3 separate regions of the Mus musculus genome follow, and regions 1 and 2 are each linked to region 3. A link is a contact called in public HiChIP or PLAC-seq and promoter capture Hi-C data. All regions are on one chromosome and are shown on one strand. The core of a region is the stretch at or near the end of the contact, and the rest is flanking DNA. Distances in the headings are between cores, read along the strand shown.

The links. HiChIP or PLAC-seq counts read pairs in DNA pulled down with a chosen protein or histone mark. Capture Hi-C pulls out chosen DNA fragments and counts their contacts.
Region 1: a promoter capture Hi-C map of adipose tissue shows a contact between it and region 3, with 5 times the contacts expected there. The contact joins the promoter of Coq10a here to the promoter of Shmt2 in region 3. A contact is called at or near these places in 11 of 39 promoter capture datasets (the C10 cell line, the SN4741 cell line, cranial neural crest and 6 more) and 1 of 9 other capture datasets (adipose tissue).
Region 2: an H3K4me3 HiChIP or PLAC-seq map of bone marrow-derived macrophages shows a contact between it and region 3, with 5 times the contacts expected there. The contact joins the enhancer-like site here to the promoter of Shmt2 in region 3. A contact is called at or near these places in 1 of 39 promoter capture datasets (liver), 2 of 115 datasets of contacts at active chromatin or transcription factors (bone marrow-derived macrophages and embryonic forebrain) and 1 of 9 other capture datasets (macrophages).

The regions. Positions count from the first base shown.
Region 1 is chr10:128,366,444-128,370,621 of GRCm38.p6, reverse strand. Coq10a (coenzyme Q10A) reads left to right here and starts at 1,642. Exons shown (of 5, transcript NM_001374700.1): 1 at 1,642-1,924; 2 at 2,469-2,615. The coding sequence starts at 1,785.
Region 2 is chr10:128,148,628-128,152,912 of GRCm38.p6, reverse strand. It overlaps Rbms2 (RNA binding motif, single stranded interacting protein 2), which reads left to right. Exons shown (of 13, transcript NM_019711.2): 2 at 1,558-1,730. Among named protein-coding and RNA genes, the nearest start is that of Gm51821, 25 kb to the right of the region's middle. Within about 2 kb of position 3,027, at least 263 of the 459 cell types and tissues checked have an H3K27ac peak or open chromatin away from gene starts, as enhancers often do. A contact at or near this core is called in bone marrow-derived macrophages and liver, where this site is marked.
Region 3 is chr10:127,519,375-127,523,891 of GRCm38.p6, reverse strand. It overlaps Shmt2 (serine hydroxymethyltransferase 2 (mitochondrial)), which reads left to right and starts at 1,448. Exons shown (of 12, transcript NM_028230.4): 1 at 1,448-1,604; 2 at 2,777-2,974; 3 at 3,475-3,554; 4 at 3,721-3,921; 5 at 4,181-4,262; 6 at 4,381-4,503. The coding sequence starts at 1,572.

The DNA of each region.
Region 1 (4,178 bases), core at 393-2,892, 850 kb before region 3:
ATTCTGCATCTGGAGGTTTCATGCTCTCGTGTGTGTGTGTGTGTGTGTGTGTGTGTGTGTGTGTGCATGAGAATGAGTATGTGTGTGTGCATGGTGTGTGTGTGAGAATGTGTATGTGTGTGAGTGTATAAATGTGAATGTGTGTGTGTGCATGAGAATGTGTATGTATGTTTATGGTGTGTGTGTGGGTGTGGGAGACGCACATGTGTGTTGTGTGATGTGTGTTTAGCTGGTTCTCTCCATGGGGGCGGGGGGGGGGGGGGGAGTCCTGAGGATTGAATTCAGAGCAAACTGGGTGGCAAGCACCCCTACCCACTGAGCCATCTGGCTAGCCTCGTCTTGACTCTGAGTCTATGACCTTATTTGTGTAAAGCATTTGACTTGTATCACAATGTAGCTTTGATTGCCTGTCTTCTTCCTGCCAGCACATTTCCTTTGTCAGGCAAAGCTCGAATCAATGTGGGGAGCTTTAACCCAGCGTAGGGAAAGCAGAGCTTGCTCTGTGACAGTCGGGAGAATTTTGCTTGCTCTTGCACCCGTCTAGGCTAATCTCTTTCTAATTTGTAGTTTATTTCTCTTCTCTCTTTTTCCTTTGGTCATACTTTTCCCAAGAGCGCTTGTTTTTTCCTTGAATCCTGGGACGTAGTATTCACCTTTGGGCTTTCTGCCTGTGATGTCTCGTCCTCCATTGAGTACACATTTTTCCCCGACAGTGATGGTGCTTTTTTCTAAAAGTAAATTTTGGCTAGTAGTAGCTCACACCTGTAATTCCAGCAACTGGGAAGTGGCAGCAAGAAGGTGCATATGAGTTCAAGGTCAGTGCAGGTTACAGAGCAAGATCATGACACCCCAAAGCCCTCCTGGAGAGCATGCATGTCTGTAATCTCAGCAGCTAAGAGTCAGGACGATATCCAAGAGTTCCAGGGCAACCAAGCTTATATAGCGAGGGCGTCTCAAAGAACAAACAAACCATGTCTTATGTTTGGTTTGGTCTGACAGTAGGGCTTGCTTCTTGTTTAGAGCTGGCTACTCTAAAACTGGGTAGGTAGCCCAGGCTGGCCTGGAACTCGTGGCAACCCTCCTGCTTCTGCCTCAGACTTCTTTCCATAAATATTAGGGAGGAAATTCTGCTCCTAGGGACGTTCATGAAGGAGCACTGCAAATTCAAGGCCTGAATTGTCTTGTCTCGAATAACGAGAAGGGGAGGAAGGGGGAAGGGCGTGTAGATCTAGGAGAGATTATACAAGTCAGCCCAGAACTTGCAAAGTTAATATCCTTTTCCAAAGACATAAACCGGCAGCAGGCACTGCAAAGGCCAGTAGGATGAAAAGAGCCTCTCCTTCTAAAGGGCTCTGAGAAACGTTCCTCTGGACATCGACAGCCATCTGCCGTTGACACGCCCACGACGTCGCCTCTGCGTCTACGTATCAGGTCCTGTGACCACAGACTCGCCAAGTAGTTTGTGCCAGGCGATCTCGCTCCCCCGAGCCATCTCTGCAGCTCCTCCGACACGCACCCAGCGCCCTTTCTTTCACGCCAGAGGTGTCAAAGAAACTACATCTCCCGACAGGCAGCGTTGTCCCTTCCTTCCTCGCGCTCCCTCCTCCCGATCCCTGGCAACGGCGTGACGTGAGGGGACCCAGAGCTGCGGTCACCGCTTCAGTGACAGCCTATCCGGCGCGCGGGCCGGAGCAGGGCGAAGGCAGCCGGAGCTCGCGCCGCCCTTCCTGCCCGGCCTCCCCTACAGCTCGCCGCCGCCGGGAGTGCCAGGCAGGGGCGCGCGCATGGCCTCTGCGGGCGCGCGGAGGCTCCCGGCCCCGACGCGCGCGGCCGCCCGGAGCTGCTGCGGCTTCTCGCTCTGCCGGGGCGCGCGCTCCGTCCCGACCCCGCCCCCGGGCCCTCCGCGGCCGCCGCGTCCAATGAGGTGAGAGGCAGGCACAGACGTCCGCGCAGGACCGGAGGGGGTCGCCCGGCACCCCGAAGTTCAGCGGTGGAGGGTGGCAGCCCTTAGACGGCAGGCCGGAGAAGGGCTGGCATTGGTGGTGCCCTGGGAGTTCGAATGGAGTTCTGGAGATACGCGTACAAGCTAGATGCTCGGGGCGGGTGCGTGCCAGCCACTTCTTGGCCTTCGCCGGCGTTCTGGCTTTGATGTGCCTGGCCTGACCCTGGCGTCAGAGATGCTTCAGTTTGCTTGCAGCAGTAGTGTTGCCTCAAAGGCAGCTGGCACTTAGGACGTGCCCTTCTTTTTCCCATCCCCACCCCTGGCCCTGTCCTCAGCCGCCCTCGACCTTTCGCACTCGTGACTGCCTGGCCAGCCAGCCCAGCTAGCTGCAGCAGGTGCTAGGGGCAGAAAAGCTTGCCCGAACCAACGACCTTCCTCTGTGATGCATCCCTCTTCCCCTTCACCTGAAGTGGTTGAATACAAAAAAAGAATCGTGACGCTGCCTCTCCTTTCTTTTTGGCGCTAGGTTTCTGATTTCCTGTAATCTCTTCTTGCCTCGCGCTGCCCAGGCCTTGGCAGCGGAGGCTGGCCTACCTCATAGTCGTTCCTTCATGGGCTTTGCTGCCCCCTTTACCAACAAGCGAAAGGCTTACTCGGAGCGTAGGATCATGGGGTGAGCATTCCTTTTTTTCCCCTTCAAATAAATAACCATGTACCAGTAGTGGGTAAGATTCATATTGGGCCACTTGTCTCCCCAGCAACGTTTTCGCTGCCAGCCTTTCAACCTAAATTTCCCACCTTAGTTGTTCTGCACGTGTATTAGTCTAGAATTGTGTTACATCATAGAAAGGTAACCGACTAGGTAGTACAGCCTGTAATCTAAGCTTGAAGCTTCCACGGACTACATAGCCAGAGCTGCATCATAGGTATCTCACACACACACATTTTGAGACAGGCTCTCACATAGCCTAGGGTTGGCCTTGAACTTGATATACAGTCAAGAAGACTTTGAACTTATATCTTGCCTCCACCTACCTCCCTAGAGCTGAGATTATAGACATGTGCCACCATGCTGCTGTTTTTCTGCAGTGCTGGGGATTGAACATGCTAAGAAACCACTTATTACAGGACTTAATTAAGTCACAGCTTTTTGTTATTGTTGTTTGAGCCAAGGTCTCAAGACATACCTCTGGGTATCTACCTTGGAACTATGTAGTCTAGGCTGGGCTAAAACTCAGAGATCTGCCTGCTTCTGCCTCCTAAGCACTGGGACTAAATGGACTTTACTGGCTACCAGGATGTCAGGCTTTTGTTTTATTTTGATAATCGGTATCATTATTTAGACTTGGCTGGCCGGTCTCCCAAGTGCTGAGATTAAAGGCGTGCACCACCATGTCCAGCTATAGCAAAAATGCTTTAAAAAATTTAAACTATAAGGGACTGGAGAGTTGGCTCAGTGATGAACACTCGTTGCTGCAAAGGGTCGAGTTTGTTTCCCAGCCCCACCTGGAGGCATACTGCAACCTCAAGCGGGAGCATGTTTGATACACAGATAAACATGGAGGCAAAACACTCGTGCACATAAAATAATGAAAAAAAAATTTTTTTAACTAAAAATATTGGGGCGGGAGGTTGGAGAAATGGGTTAATGTCTAGGAGCCTGCACTGCTGAGTTTAGTTCCTAGCACCTACACTAGGCAGCCTGTGACTTCAGCTCCAGAGGATCTTGTGTCCTGTTCTGGATTCTGTGGGCACCTGCACTCATGTGTACATCCCCTCCCCAAAACATACACATTCATTTTTTTAAAATTTGGTGGTGGTAGAAGCTTACAACTTTAGCAGCCCTAGGCAGGAGGATCCTTATCAGTTTCAGCCCACTAACCTGCACTGCAGGCTATAAAGTTAAATTTATCTAAAAAGATGGTGGTGGTGAAATGGCATTTGAGGTGAGGATACTTACGGCCAAGGTTCATGACTTGAGTTTCACCCCTCTGGATCTGCACGGTGGAAGGGGAGAGCCAATTGCTGGAGGTTGGTTTCTGACTTCTAGTACAAACTGGCATACATGCTCCCATACACAAATAGATGTAAAATACTCAAGTTGGGATTTTTCTATGTAGCCTTGGCTGTCTTGGAACTCACTGTTTAGCTATCTTTCCTATGATTGCCACCTATATAGTAAATAACAATGATTGGTTTTGGTGTTTATCAAGACAGGGTTTCTTTGTGTAGCCCT
Region 2 (4,285 bases), core at 1,778-4,277, 630 kb before region 3:
ATCTTTCTGGGAAGTCAATTACTTAGGGGATTTCTCGGTGTTTTGTCTCTTGGACTCTCTTTTATTGTTTGCTTTTTACCATGTAGCCTTGGCTGGCCTGGAGCTTACATTGTACATCAGGCTGTCCTGAAACTCAGAGATCCTCCTGCTTCTGCCTCCAAAGTACTGGTATTAAAGGCTTGTGACACCACAGCAGGGCGTTTTTGTTTGTTTGAGAGGGGGTCTCTCTGAACCTAGAGCCTGAGCCTGGATTTGGCTAGCCTGGCTGGCCAGTGAACTCACCTGTCTCTGTCTTCCTGTGTTGGGATTACCGATGTGTGTCACCCAGCTTTCTGCATGGTTGCTAAGGGTCTAAACTCAGGTCCTCCTGCTTAGATGATAAGCCCTTTATAGCTGAGCCATCTCCCCAGCCCCAACATTTCTCCTTACTATCCAAGTTTGCAACAATGTTCAACTACCTATAAGTATCATGTGGGACTCTTTTCTGTTGCTGCTTGAATATTTTTGTGATTACATTTATTTTTATCCTTTATGGTTTCATAAGTTCTGGACTTGAGAGGCAGACATTAAATTAACCATGTTCTGCAACATATTTATGATTACAAACATCCTGCTATACTACAGGGCACCCTTTTCCCAAACAGGGTTATTGTATTCTTATTACTCCTGGCTGATAGGTAAGATAGCTATGCATTCTATTCTTTTATAGTAGAGGAATTCTTATGGATTTTATAATTATTTAATTTTGTTTGTTTGTTTGTTTTCAAAACAGGGTTTCTCTGTGTACCCCTGGCTGTCCTGACACTCTCTCTGTAGATCAGGCTGCCTTCAAACTCACATAGATCCACTTCCCTCTGCCTTACAAGGGCTGGGATTAGAGGTGGGATTAAAGGTACCACCAATGCTCTGCTAAATAATTTATTGTGTGCATTTGTGCATTCAATTGTGTGCACATGTGAGTGTGTATGGGCATGCACAGTGCACATGTGGAAGTCAGAGGACAACTTCTAGGAGTCTATTTTTCTTTCTTCCTTTCTCTCTCTCTTTCTCTCTTTCTTTCTTTCTTTCTTTCTTTCTTTCTTTCTTTCTTTCTTTCTTTCTCTCTCTCTCTCTCTCTCTCTCTTTCTTTCTTTCTTTCTTTCTTTCAAAGATTTATTTATTATTATATCTAAGTACACTGTAGCTGTCTTCAGATGCACCAGAAGACGGTGTCAGATCTCATTACAGATGGCTGTGAGCCACCATGTGGTTGCTGGGATTTGAACTCAGGACCTCTGGAAGAGCAGTCAGTGCTCTTAACTGCTGAGCCACCTCTCCAGCCCAGGAGTCTGTTCTTTACCCCCATGTGCATCAAACTCTGCTCATTACGTTTGGTGGTAAGCACTTTATGCATTGAGCCAGTGAGATGACCTATCTTCTTATTCTTTTTAACTGCTTTACTCCCCTTTGAGTTCATTGCTGTTAATGTTTTGTATCTATTTCCAGGATGTCTTCTTCAGTCTCTAGTGTGTAAATGCACAGTCTCTCTGACCTTCTGATCTTCGTGTCTCCCTGCAGCTATATGTGGCTCAGCAAATGGCACCTCCAAGTCCAAGGAATAGCACCCCCAACAGCAGCGGCGGAGGCGGCGGCGGGAGTGGTGGGAACGACCAGCTGAGCAAAACCAACCTGTATATCCGAGGACTGCAGCCAGGCACCACTGACCAGGACCTTGTCAAGCTCTGTCAGCCGTGAGTTGCAGCCCCAATACAGAGGCTTCCAGGGATAGCACGGATTCCCAGGCGCTGGCTTCTTGCCACATGCTCTTAGGGAGAATTGCAATAGTATTACACTTCTACCCCACAGTCACAGGCACATTCCAGGGCGCTCACGTGCCGCTCTTTTGAGTTTTGTTGTTTTGAGTCAGCATCTCATGGATCCTAGCCTGGTTTCAGATAAGATCAATGTAAGGGAGAAAGGGTTTCTTTGCGCTCAGAGCTTGATCTTCTCCTGGGAAGTCCAGGTGAAGGAGCTTGAGGAAGCTGGTCATGTCACATCCATGAAAGGGAAACGGCTGCTTGCTGCTGTGGCTCAACTCCCTTTCTGCATTTCCTAGTCCTGGATTCCAGCCCAGGACCTCAGTGCCACAGTGGTTAAGGCCCTCACAGGCATGCTAGGTGCCTGTCTCCCAGGTACCTCAGATTCTGTCAAACTGATAATTACCACTGACCCTGACATAGTTTGACAGAAATATCCCCTTCATCTCCATGGGGTGAATGTATTTTTTTAAAGCAGGGTATCATGCAGTCCAGGTTGGACTTGAACTCCTTGTCCTTCTGTGTCTACCTCTGGGGGTAAAGGCATTTCCCACCCTACCTGGCTATAGCAGCTTTTTATTTTATTCATTCATTTTAATTTCTAATCCATCTTTATTTGTATGCATGTTTATGTGCTTGTGTGAGTTTATGTGCACCATATGTATCTGCAGCCGGAGGGCATCAGATGCTCTGGAACTGGAGTTATAAGCAGGTGTGAGCCACTTAATGTGGATGCTGGGAATTGAACCCAGGTCCTCTGGAAGAGTAGCCAGGGAGTGCTCTTCACTGCTGAGCTATCTCTCCATCTGTTCTTGTTTGTTTATTGAGTCGTCCATTCTGTTGTTGAAAGTATTTGTATTGTTGCCAGTCTATGGCTATTATGAATGCAAACTGTATGACAGAAACTTACCCCTTGGTGTGCGTGCATGCCTGTGTCAAAATCAATCAAAGAAGCAGGGCTATAGTGGCGCCCAACTTTAATCCCAGCACTTGGGAAGCAGAGAAGACAGGTGGATCTCTGAGTTCTAGGCCAGCCTGGTCTGCAGATGGAGCTACGGGACTACACAGAGAAACCTAATCTCAGAAATAAAATAAAATAATAAAATAAAATAAAGGAAGAAACAAACCAGTCAAACAAAAATGTTGGAGTAAGTGCAGGGAGAAGGCATGGGTTGGGTGGAGCCTGATAGAGGAGAGGGAGGGGCCCAGCCTATCTGAGAAGGGCGGGCTCTCCTGCTCAGAAGGACTTCCTGCCAGTGTCCCCGGGATCTCTTCCTGGGTTGCTGGATCCCAAACTCTGGTGGGCCGGAAGGGGAGGTGTGGCCTGGGACTAGAACTTCTGGTTCTCTGGAAGGGGCTCCTGTGGAGGAGGAAGCAGCACTGACCCAGCTGTTGCCAGCTGCAGTGGAAACTCTAGCTCAAAGTCTCAGGCTGCTGGGCTGCAGCAGGCTCCACCCTGGGGCCTTGATGGGGATAGCAGCTCGAGTGTCCTCTGGCCGACAGTCATTCCTTATGACTCTTTGCCTCAAAAGACCCAAGGACCACCAGTCCCCGCCTCCTTTTTCTTTTCTTTCTTTCTTTTTTTTTTCTCTCAGCCTCCAGGGCATTCTCCAGCTTATTTTGTCTAATCCTCTGGGTTCCGAAGCTGCACTGAAAAAGCTGAAGGGAGAGAGGCAGCCAGGGGCAAAAACAAACTAATCAGGCATCCATGTTCTTTAGGAATAAGAGGATAGATTTTTTTTTAATGCTTTCTGGAATATTAATCTCAAATTTAGTTTCTGCCAACTGTTTCTCTTCAGCCCTTGAATTTCTGACTTTGTTCAGGGCTGCTGTTCTGTCTCTGACATTTTCACACTTCTGGGATACTTTTTCCTTGTAGGATACTTCTGACCCAAGATCTGTACTGCTTCATGACTAGAGCTCTGCCAGCTGTCCAGGCCTCTGCTGCCAACAGGGTTTTCCAAAAAGCTGGAAAACACAAATCTCATCAAATACAAAGTGAAAACTTGTCACAGACTAATTTAACTCATTCCTAAAGGAGACAAGATGGAAAAACCAGGTCAAAGAGCACGAGGAGATACTTGTTGGCACTGAAATGTTGGGATAAGGTTGCCGTGATGAGGCCAGAACATAGGAAGCCACGGGACTTGTCTGAGATCAGTTGTACTAGAAAGTAGCAGAGTTAGGATTTGAGCCGAAGACATTTGGATCAGGCTGGCCTCATCAAGGGACCAGTAGAGCCTTGGGTGTAGGGGTCAGAGGAAGCATTGTCGTGATGATGATTTAAAGATTTATTTATGTATATGAGTACACTGTAACTGTCTTCACACCAGAAGAGGGCATTGGATCTCATTACAGATGGTTTGAGCCACCATGTGGTTGCTGGGAATTGAACTCAGGACCTCCAGAAGAGCAGTCAGTACTCTTAACCACTGAGCCATCTCTCCAGCCCCTTATTATTTTTAAGATGGTCATCTTTAATTGTATTA
Region 3 (4,517 bases), core at 199-2,698:
CTACACAGAGAGTTCCAAGACAGCTAGTGATATACAGTGGAACCCTGTCTCCAAAAACCAAAAAACAACTCCACCCCACCTCCCCCCAAAAAAACTGAACCCAAAAACCACCACCAAAACCTGACTCACAGGGCTATGTCTCTGTCTCTGTCTCCCTCCTTCCCTCCATCCATCCCTCCCCCCTCCCTTCCCCCCTTCCCCCCCTCCCTCCCTCCCTCCCTCCCTCCCTCCCTCCCTCCCTCCCTCTTATCTGGGTATAAGAGAACAAAGTGAAGTGTTTCGTGTTGTCTGGGTCACTATTAGTGAGCCCCTTGTGTCTCCAGGGCTAAGGCATGGCTAAATGTCTACTGAATGAGTAAAGGTATAAAATGGCTATCAGAGGCCAATGGTTCTCAAAACCACTGCTTCCTGGAATCCCCAAGAGGTTTGGTTGTGTGTCTCTGAGCAGAGGCCTTAAGAAGATGTCCTCAAGCGGTGGTGGCGCACGCCTTTAATCCCAGCACTCAGGAGGCAGAGGCCAGCAGATTTCTGAGTCCGAGGCCAGCCTAGTCTACAGAGTGAGTTCCAGGATAGCCAGGGCTACACAGAGAAACCCTGTCTCAAAAAACAAAAACAAAAAACAAAAACAAAAACAAAAAAACAAAACACAAAACAAAACAACCCCCCCCCCAAAAAAAACAAAAACAAAAAAAGAAGTGGGCGACTGCTGGGGAGTAAGGGAGATGTAAATAAGAAACGAATGCAAACCGTGTGAGAAGAGGAGGGATGGCTACTCTGCTCTCACCTGACAGCTGGATAGACACAGAGGAGGCAGGCTGTGAGTCAGGGGAAGAGGACAACCCACCGGAGCCAGCGTCCGAATGCGAAGTTTCATTTAATCCCTTCTACAAGCTCTTTGTGTTGGAGTGGGCAAAGTGTGACAGGCTCATCTGAGGTCCACTGTCCTCTAACTTCACATGTAGCTGAGGCTACTAGCCTTGACCTTTCAATCTCTCTGTCTCCACTTCCCTAGTACTGGAATGACAATGTCATGGTTTAACATTGGAAGAAACGGAGGACTTTGTGTTGTAATCCTAAAGCAAGGATTTGAGTCTTTTACCCTTTCAAACTATATCTGCTTTCACTGTGTGTATTTATCTTCTAAATATGTTTTAAATCTCCCTGAGAACCATATGCTAGATATGCTTGGTAGGCATAAACCACACGAAAATAAACAAACAAACAAACAAACCAAAAAGCGCTTGCCTGGAAAACCGGAAGGAAAAACAAAACAGAAACTCTGAAGAGCTTCAAGAAAGGACATGGAGGAGCTTTAAGTCTAAGAACTTTTCAGGCAAAGCTCTCCATACCGGGACTTGTATAGATGGGAAAGAGCAAAGTAAAAAACTACAATTCCCAGAAGGCAATTTTTTAAAAAAACCCAGTACTGCGCATGCGCAGGGAACGCCTCTTTCACTCGAACTTCACGGGGGCAATTTTCTCGCGCACGCGTTCTAAGAGCAGCTGGTTTTCGACCCCGGTACTACACCGATACAGAGTTAGTGGCTAGTCCTCCTGTGCCTCCTGTAGCGATGGTATCCTTCTCTTTGCTTCGGACCACTCGGGTAAGAACAGGGTTCTGTTTACTGGATGATCAGTGGAAAGGCCCACCCAAAGTGGGGTTCTCCTGGCTCCTTGCTGCACGTGTTCTGGGGCCTCGGGGAACAGATGCTTAACCAGGAAATCCCTGAGACAGCACATGTGCGGTGGCTGGGCCCCTAGTTCTGGCGATCAGACGACCTAGGTAGGGTCTTGTAGTCACCCAGTTGACACGACTCTTAAGGTAAAGGTCCGCAGACGCTGTGTTAACAATATCCTAGCAAACAAGTGGGGTTCCCGGCTTCGATGCGCTAGTTGAATTTTTCCCGCCAGCTCTGAGCTATGGAGATGATGCAACCGAGCCTCAGTACTTTCATCACGCAAGGGTCCTGCTGCTGTGTGGGCAGGAAGGAGGTAGCGAGGTGCTGTGTGTGTGTGTCTGTGAGTGTGAGATAAAATTAAGATTTTGGGCAAACACCTTCAGCCTACCCCAACTCCCGCCAGTACACAACTCTTTCCAAGAACTGCTTAAAAGTCTATCCTCCTACTTTTTAAAGGTTGCTCTGGAAACCACCCTTTAAAAGCCTCTGGTGTTAAGCCCTGTTAGCTTGGTATCTTCTCTCATGGAGGTATTCATGTCCGGAGGCCCTGCAGGAAGTCCACCTCTTATGTTTATGAATATTTTAACTGCACTGTGTGTGCACTGCGTGCATGCCTGGGTACCCACAGAGGTCAGAGGAGGGCATCAGATCTCTTGGAACTGGAGTTACAGATGGTTGTTAGCTGTTTTGTGGGTGCTGGAAGATGAACCGCTGTCCCCCACAAGAGCAGCCAGGACCTTAGGATGGTCATTTTGTTCCTGTGTGTGGGGAGACTCTGGAATCGCAGTGTCTCTCACCTGAATTGGAGGGACATGGGCTTCTGGGGCACAAGCTTTGCTCTGTGACTTTGCAGAGTCACTCAGGGTGATTAGGGATGCGTTGTGTTAGAGTTGACCAAAACTGCCCTTTGGATAATGATCTGAACCTTTGACTCTAGAACTTGCTATTCAAGATGAAAGTGGGGGTAGAGAGCACTGACTGCTGGCCGGACCAGGCTGCGTACTTAGCCAGAGGGCTCGATCTGTACCCATGACTGAGGGCAGCTGGGAGAAGAGATCTGGACAATTTTTAATTAACCCTGGCCTTTCTGCCCTGAGCCTCTGCAGAGATGTGGTCAGCTGGTCTGCATGGCTGCCCGGGCCCAGCACAGCAAGGTGGCCCAGACGCAGGCTGGGGAAGCAGCTGGAGGTTGGACGGGCCAGGAGAGTTTATCAGACAGTGACCCTGAGATGTGGGAGCTTCTGCAGAGGGAGAAGGACAGACAGTGTCGCGGCCTGGAGCTCATCGCCTCAGAGGTAGGACGTGAGGATATGGGTCAAAGAGCGCGAGCTACGGTGCGCGCAGGGAACACCACGTCACCTGCGGTCACGGTAGTGACTTCTCCACGCCTCCCTGTCAGATTCAAAAGAGCTTTTTCCTGGGCCTTTTCCCTCTTCTCTATACTGTCCTCTGAAGCATAAGGCAGGACCAGTTTATGGGGCTTGAGCATTGGGAAGCTTCTAGAGCCATGTAGCGTCCTCATCTCTTCCTTAACCTCCTTCTCTCGTCAGAAGAAAGAGGAACCTGGAAGCACGGGTTGAGTGGACAGGCGGCCCTACTGGGGCCACCCGTCATGGCAGCCGAGTTTCTGAGAATGTTGCTTCTGGTCCCGCCCCATGTCTGGCGAGGAACACAGAGCCTTTGGCGTATCCCGTCTCACCCCTGCAGCCTGTGGGCTCTGGCAGGGGCGGGGCCGTGGGAATCCAGGGGAAGGGAGACCCCATTGCCTTCTGACACTGCCCCCCCACCACCCCAGAACTTCTGCAGCCGAGCTGCGCTGGAGGCCCTGGGGTCCTGTCTCAACAACAAGTACTCGGAGGGTTACCCTGGCAAGAGGTGAGGCTAGACCAGAGGGCTGGAGGGCAGCAGCAGGGATGGCAACCCCAGTGGCGGAACCTCCCTGAGCCCCGTTAGTTTTACTGAACAGCGGCTGCCCAGTCCTTTGCTGCTGGTCAAGGGTGCTCTCTCTGCGCCCTTACGTACGGTCCGTCTTCCACGGCAGATACTACGGAGGAGCGGAAGTGGTGGACGAGATCGAGCTGCTCTGCCAGCGCCGGGCCTTGGAAGCCTTTGACCTGGATCCGGCACAGTGGGGAGTCAATGTGCAGCCATACTCAGGGTCCCCAGCCAATCTGGCTGCCTATACGGCCCTTCTGCAGCCTCATGATCGAATCATGGGGTTGGACCTGCCCGATGGGGGCCAGTGAGTATGAGTGGGCGGAACGATGGGTTTGCCGGCAGCGAAGACAGGAGTTAGTGAGTGAATGAGTACCTGTCAGGTCCGGTGAAGATGGGCCACACTGTCCCATGTTACACTGAGCACCTAGCATGGGGTGGCCAGAGGGGAACGCGGGGGGGGGGGGGGGGGCGGTGAGGCGAGCTAGAACCAGTGTTCTGGGACAGGTCTGCTGGGTGGCTGGTTAAGTCAGGCTACATCACTCTGAGATCTCCCTTCTGTCTAGTCTCACCCATGGCTACATGTCTGATGTCAAGCGGATCTCCGCCACATCCATTTTCTTCGAGTCTATGCCCTATAAGCTCAATGTAAGTAGTGTTCCAGGGGCTGGGCACTTGGCCCCGATGGTCCGCTCTCCTCGGCCAGTGGGAGGGGCTTGAGCTGCCTCTAGCTCCGGGCCTTAGCTGGCTATCTGTCTGTGTCCAGCCCCAAACTGGCCTCATCGACTACGACCAGCTGGCGCTGACCGCTCGGCTTTTCCGACCGCGGCTCATCATAGCTGGCACGAGTGCCTATGCCCGCCTCATTGACTATGCACGCATGAGAGAGGTTGGTGAGGGACT